Regions from separate parts of the Gossypium hirsutum genome. Here region 2 is linked to region 1. Evidence: chromatin contacts called from public Hi-C data. All regions are on one chromosome and are shown on one strand. Each heading gives the region's core, a stretch centred on a gene start, on an enhancer-like site or on the middle of the called end of the contact. The rest is flanking DNA. Distances are from core to core; before and after follow the strand shown.

Region 1 (2,883 bases), core at 235-2,734:
TCCAGTTGATCTCAACTTACAAAAGATCAAATAAGCACTAACAAAATGCGTCTACAACTCATAAAGCAAAATTGCTACTACAAAATCCATTATTCCACTCCAACCAGTCCATGGAATGAAGGGCACAGCATATAACCACTCCAGCAGGATGCAAATATTTTAGAGATATAGATACATATAAGCTGCAAGCTTCACAAAATAATACATGAAAACTAGATTTACCATTTAGTTTCTTGACCACTGCAAATTTACCAAATTGCTTCCCATGATCCTTGAGACTTCTCCATTAGTATTAGTTGCTGAATTCCCAACGGCATCATTTTTCAAATGTTTTGCTATAGGAAGGAGATTATGGATGCTATAGGCTTAACTTTGTTTTATTGCTGGTTAATTTGACTAGATAAGGTGATTGATTGTACGTTTTTATTGTTTAAATGATGAATCTTATGGTGGTTTATTCCATTGGGTTGATTTGAAGGATTTTGTTGTGTTAGATTAGGCGTGATGTGCAATTTAGGTGTTCAATCCCCTGTAAATGATGTTGCTCATTTTCTGTAATGAGTTTTCTTATTAATAAAAAACTTTGCTTAGCAAAGAAAAAAATACAATATATAGATTGACTGAAATTTCACTATTCGTAAATTCTTTCATTCTCTGCTTCTATCAAATACGAGTATGCGCGGATAGCTCTTTTCAATAAGTAGATTCTTCTCATTTTCAATATCGCATTCTAAAATATCTTCAGTTAAAAAGAATCCACATCCTCCGTTCTTTCATCATTTTCCTTAAAAGAAGAACTTTCCCTCAATAAATGGCGCCTCAAATTTCAGTCCCTACCTTAGGTAAACAACTCATGTTCAAATAGCTCCATTTCCGCCACTTCTTCCTCTCCTTTATCGGCATCCAAACAACTCCCTAAAATCTAATAGTAAAAGAAAACAATTAAATAAAAGGGACCAAGAAGAAACGAACCTCAACAATATCATGCAGTCGAATAATATTAGGATGATTGATTCTCTTCAAAATAAAGATTTCCGACATCAAACTATCTTGCAACTTCTTATTGAGTCGACCCGTTACGATCTCCTTTATCGCCACCTCGGTTCCATGAACTCGATGCCTCGCATGCCAAACAATCGAAAAGGAACCCGACCCGATTTTCCGGCCCACTAAATAGTTCCCTACCACTCTTCCCCTCCCCGTTGCTTGAGCCATTACAGACGAACCTGGAACAAAAAGAGAGAGAAAAAAGCCCAAGGATCCGACTCCAGAGCTTGAAGCTTTAAAATATGGTATAGAATACTGGAATTTGGATCGTCAGAAGATCCGACCCGAACATTAATTGGATTTCCGATTGACCGTGCAAAGAAAAATAATCTGAGGAAGAGTGAGGAAGGAGGGTGAGATGAGAACTTGATTTAATGAGTTCTCTAAAATTTTGCATTCTATTTGTTATGGGTTGAATTATTGAGATTATTAATTGGGATTAGCGAACGTAATTGAGGATTAACGTTTTGTGATTCGATAATTATTTTGTTTTTTTATGAAAACCATAAGCTAAAAGCGGAATTAGACGGTGTATATATTTTAAGATACGGTTACTTATACGGTGTAACCACGGATGTTAGTGCGTTGGCGGTTTTTAATTGGGTGGATCAGTGTGGTAGGTGATGATGAAAAGCTCCGATATCAGCTTTTAACACCTGTCCGTCAGACATTGGTTAGACAAAAGCGACTTTTTCGCCTTTTATGAATTATTTAATACTTTAATTTGCATTTTCCAAGTTTACTAATAAATATCCTTTTAATCAATTTTTATTAGATGTGGAGCTAAAAATTTTAATGTTTCTTAAATAATTTTTTATTATAAAATTAAAACAATAATAAAAATGGAAAGATGATTCAACTTTCAGTTAGGATGCAATAAGGGTACGTTTGGTTCACTGTAATGGAATAATGGAATAGAGCTGTAATTGAATAGAGATGTAATCAGTAATTTAATTGTTTGGTTGAATGAAATGGAATGGAACTTTAATAGTATTTTGTGTTTAGTTGAATTAAAAAATGTTAATAGCATAAGGAGAAAAAACTAAAATGACTAGAATACCCTTAGTAGAATTTTTTTTAAGTAGATGATTATTGTTATTGTTATTAAATTTTAATAAGATTAATATTAAAAATAATTTAATAAAAATAATAAATAATTTAACCATATTTTAACATAATTATTATTAAATATAATTTAATAAAATAATATATAATTTAATAAAATTCTTAATATAATTATTATTATATGAATTTACTAAAATCATAATATATAATACTATAAAAATAATATATAATCTACTTTATTATTTTTAAACTGCAATACATATTTAATGTGCTAAAATATCTTTAGTGAAACAATAATTTAATTATTCTACAATAAAAAAATAAAATATTAAAAGTAATAAATAACTTGAGAATTATATTTCACATCCAAACATAATATTCATATATTAAAAAAAAGTTGCATGATTTCATTAGTTTATATGTCATAATCCATATGTTATAAAATTTTACAAAATCAAAAAGTTACAACATTGTAATGACATCCTATCATGTCATTATACCATCCAAATATTACAAACACAAAAAGTTACCAAAATATCATCAACATAACCATGATTTTTAATGGTAAGCAAGAAATCTTCTAACCTGTAATACCCCGTATCCGTCGCCAAATTAGAGTTACGAGGCATTACTGAACAAAACACAACCATTGCAAAATCAAAACATATACATTGTATATAAATATTTAAAATTTAATAAACTTGATCTAATATTAAATATGACATATTATGAGCTTCACTTAGATCATTTAAAACAAAATAAAGACATTAC
Region 2 (2,883 bases), core at 189-2,688, 340 kb before region 1:
TAAGTTTAACAAGTTATTTTTATATGATAAAAATAATATTTTAATTTTAAGATATATATTATTTTTTTAAATATAATTATATGTTCTTTTACTAATCTCCTTTAAATAATTTAAAAATTTTATTCACGAGAGATAAATTCTTATACATTTTTTTCTTACTAAATAAATAATTAAATTACACAAAATTATTATATAGTGATTTGATTTTAATTTTTATTATTTGTTCAAATAATTTTTTTAATGATTTTTATAATAATTACCATATTTTAAAATTTAAATTATATTTATAAAATTATAATTTATATCGCCAAATATCACATAATATTGCAATTACTAAAGGTATAAAAGTACATGAGTAAATGAAGGAGAAAATTGGAATTTTATTAAAAAGCTTGGAGTTTGTGGACTTTATAGCCTTCATATTAATACATACGTGGTAGTAGCTGAAAAGAAAAGGGGAAAATGGGAAGAAAAGCAGAGGCAGCAATTTGATATTGGTATCTAAGAATCTGAAAACCATATAACAGCGGCGGTGGGGGGTTTTGTCTGTCTCTCCTTCTCTCATTCCATCTCCATTCTAATTACTCATCTTCCCCTATCTTAATTTCTCCATTTTGGTATCTAATAACTCCATACCATACAACAGCGGCGGAGAGGGTTTTTGTCTCTCTCTCCTCCTCCTCTCATTCAATCTCCATTCTCTTACTCAGGTTCCCTATCTTAATTTTTCATCGTTTTTTTTTTCTTTTACTACTTTTTACTGACCAAACTCATCCTTTTGTATGCTTTAATGCTTCAATCTGATTTTTTTTCACCGTGATTCTTCCTCTTTCTCTGATAAGAATTATTGGATTATATTTATCAAATTGGGTTTTTTTTTTTGTTCTGCGTTTGGCCTTTTCCCTTGGATCTCTCATATTGAAGTGGAATAATTTGAGACGAACAAGGGCTTTTAGGGTTTTCTACGGATGGAACCCCTTTCATGCTTTTAATGGCCATCTCCGCTAGATTTGCTCATCCCTGTATATATTGCTCCTTTAATGATTTTTCAGTTCCTTTCTTTTGTTATTGAATCCTTTAGATCGTTCTGAGAAGAGTTTCTCTTGCTTTGCTTTGGCCATTCTCTCCCTTTTATGTCTTATGCGTTTCCTTTGTTTTATTTTTCTGGGAATTGATGTCTGATCATTGAATATTCCTGGTATTTGGGCTTTGCTTTTGCCTTCGGATTAGGTGACTGGCACTAGAAAATTATTGTTAAGCATACAAAATTTCGGTTTATTTTGCTGCAAGAGACATGCATCTAGGTTTTTGAGGACACATTTTCTCTTCGACTTTTTCTGACAGTTTGGTGCCTTTTGAGGATGGATCCTTTCCTCTTGATGGTTGAGACTTAAGTGTTCACTTCATTTGTGACTTGGTTTTGGTTGCTGAAAATTTGCTCAACGAATAGTGTAACTAATGGAAAAAGGGAGCGAATTTGTTGTGGGGAGTGAAAACATGCACTTAGAGGAGCCTTGGTTTACTGGAATGGATACTGAGGAAACTGAAATTGGACAACCAAACAGTGAAATTCAAGGCTTTCGATTGGAAAAAGGTGAGGCAAGCAATATGGTTTTCTCGACTGAGGCACCCCTTGTAATTAAAGAGTCATCAACTTCTGGTAGTTGTAGTTGTAGTCTGAAGAAAATCAAATCTACAGTAGCTGCGAAAGGCTCCGAGTTCTGCCAGAAGGATAAATCTGGGCACGACAAGAAGCTCAGCCGACAATGCAGGATTGAGTTGGGCCAATTATTTCAAGGGGCCGTGAGTTCCCATGATTGGGAACTTGCTGAGAGTCTAATCTTGTCGGCAGATCCACAGACTCTAAATGATGCGTTGTGTGTCACCTTGGATGCTATCTGGTTTTTGAGCACCCAACAGGAGCTTTATGGGATTACTGATTTGATTAAGAAGATCATTGCCAATGGTGCTTATGACTTTACTAGAGCCGCTCTCCGGACTTCATTTCTTGCTTCTTGTGTCTCTGCTTGCCAGAGTCGCACGATGAGTCTTGCTGACACTGTAACTGTGATGGCCCAGAGGTAAACAAGCTGTTTCTTTTGACTAGTAGATAGATAATAAAGCTTCTTTGAAATTATCTTCAAAAGCATTGATGTTGTCAGTTGTCACGAGGGGAAAACCTGTTGATTTTAGGTTACCATGCATTTCTATATAGGTAAATATAGATCTTGATTCTAGTTTCTAGCAACGAGAAATTGTTATCCTAAACTCCACTAATAGGGATCACATATAACCATCTGCAACTTCTAACTTCAATTTTACTTGGTAATCATTTATATGTTTATGTATTAGATAAAATTGTTTTTGTAAGGCTTTACATCTGTTGGATATGTCTGTTATGATTTTGTGTTATATTTTAAATATTGGAATATTCACTGGTAAGACATTAAGTCTGTCAATGGCTTCATGCATGCTGTTTGATATGCATGTTACTCTTTGTCAGTTTTATGTATGATCACGCATAACAATCAGGTAACTGTACATTTATTGTTGCATTAGACTCACTGCACTTATGTTCATCATATAAGAGAATGCTAACTATTGTGCATTTCTCCCTGCTTCTGGCTTAGATAGTTTCTGAGAACTGAAGTAGAAGTTGTTTTCTGTTTTTCTGTAAATCTGATTGAATGAACCTTCACACCTTTTTTCCCATGAAGTAAGGTTTGAATTCAACCAAAAAAAGTGGCTTTGAATTAGTTATTGGACTTGGAGTGTTTATGTGTGTGGCTTGTAGTATATTGGAGAGTGGGCCTACTTAAGATAGGTCTAATGAAAGATGCATATAATGTATGCAGCCTGTTTTATGTCATTGATTTCACTATT

Evidence for each region. A called contact is a pair of places that touch in the nucleus more often than the background predicts.
Region 2: a Hi-C map of leaf shows a contact between it and region 1, with 4 times the contacts expected there. The contact joins the promoter of LOC107919791 here to the promoter of LOC107920397 in region 1. A contact is called at or near these places in 6 of 34 Hi-C or Micro-C datasets (callus, hypocotyl, leaf and 1 more).

The regions. Positions count from the first base shown.
Region 1 is chrD13:25,198,166-25,201,048 of Gossypium_hirsutum_v2.1, reverse strand. LOC107920397 (serine/threonine-protein kinase ATG1c) reads right to left here and starts at 1,484. Exons shown (of 13, transcript XM_016850104.2): 1 at 973-1,484. The coding sequence starts at 1,215. LOC107920551 reads right to left here. Exons shown (of 6, transcript XM_041108927.1): 6 at 2,451-2,743. The coding sequence ends at 2,741.
Region 2 is chrD13:25,535,340-25,538,222 of Gossypium_hirsutum_v2.1, reverse strand. It overlaps LOC107919791 (ankyrin repeat protein SKIP35-like), which reads left to right and starts at 1,438. Exons shown (of 3, transcript NM_001327162.1): 1 at 1,438-2,081. The coding sequence starts at 1,459.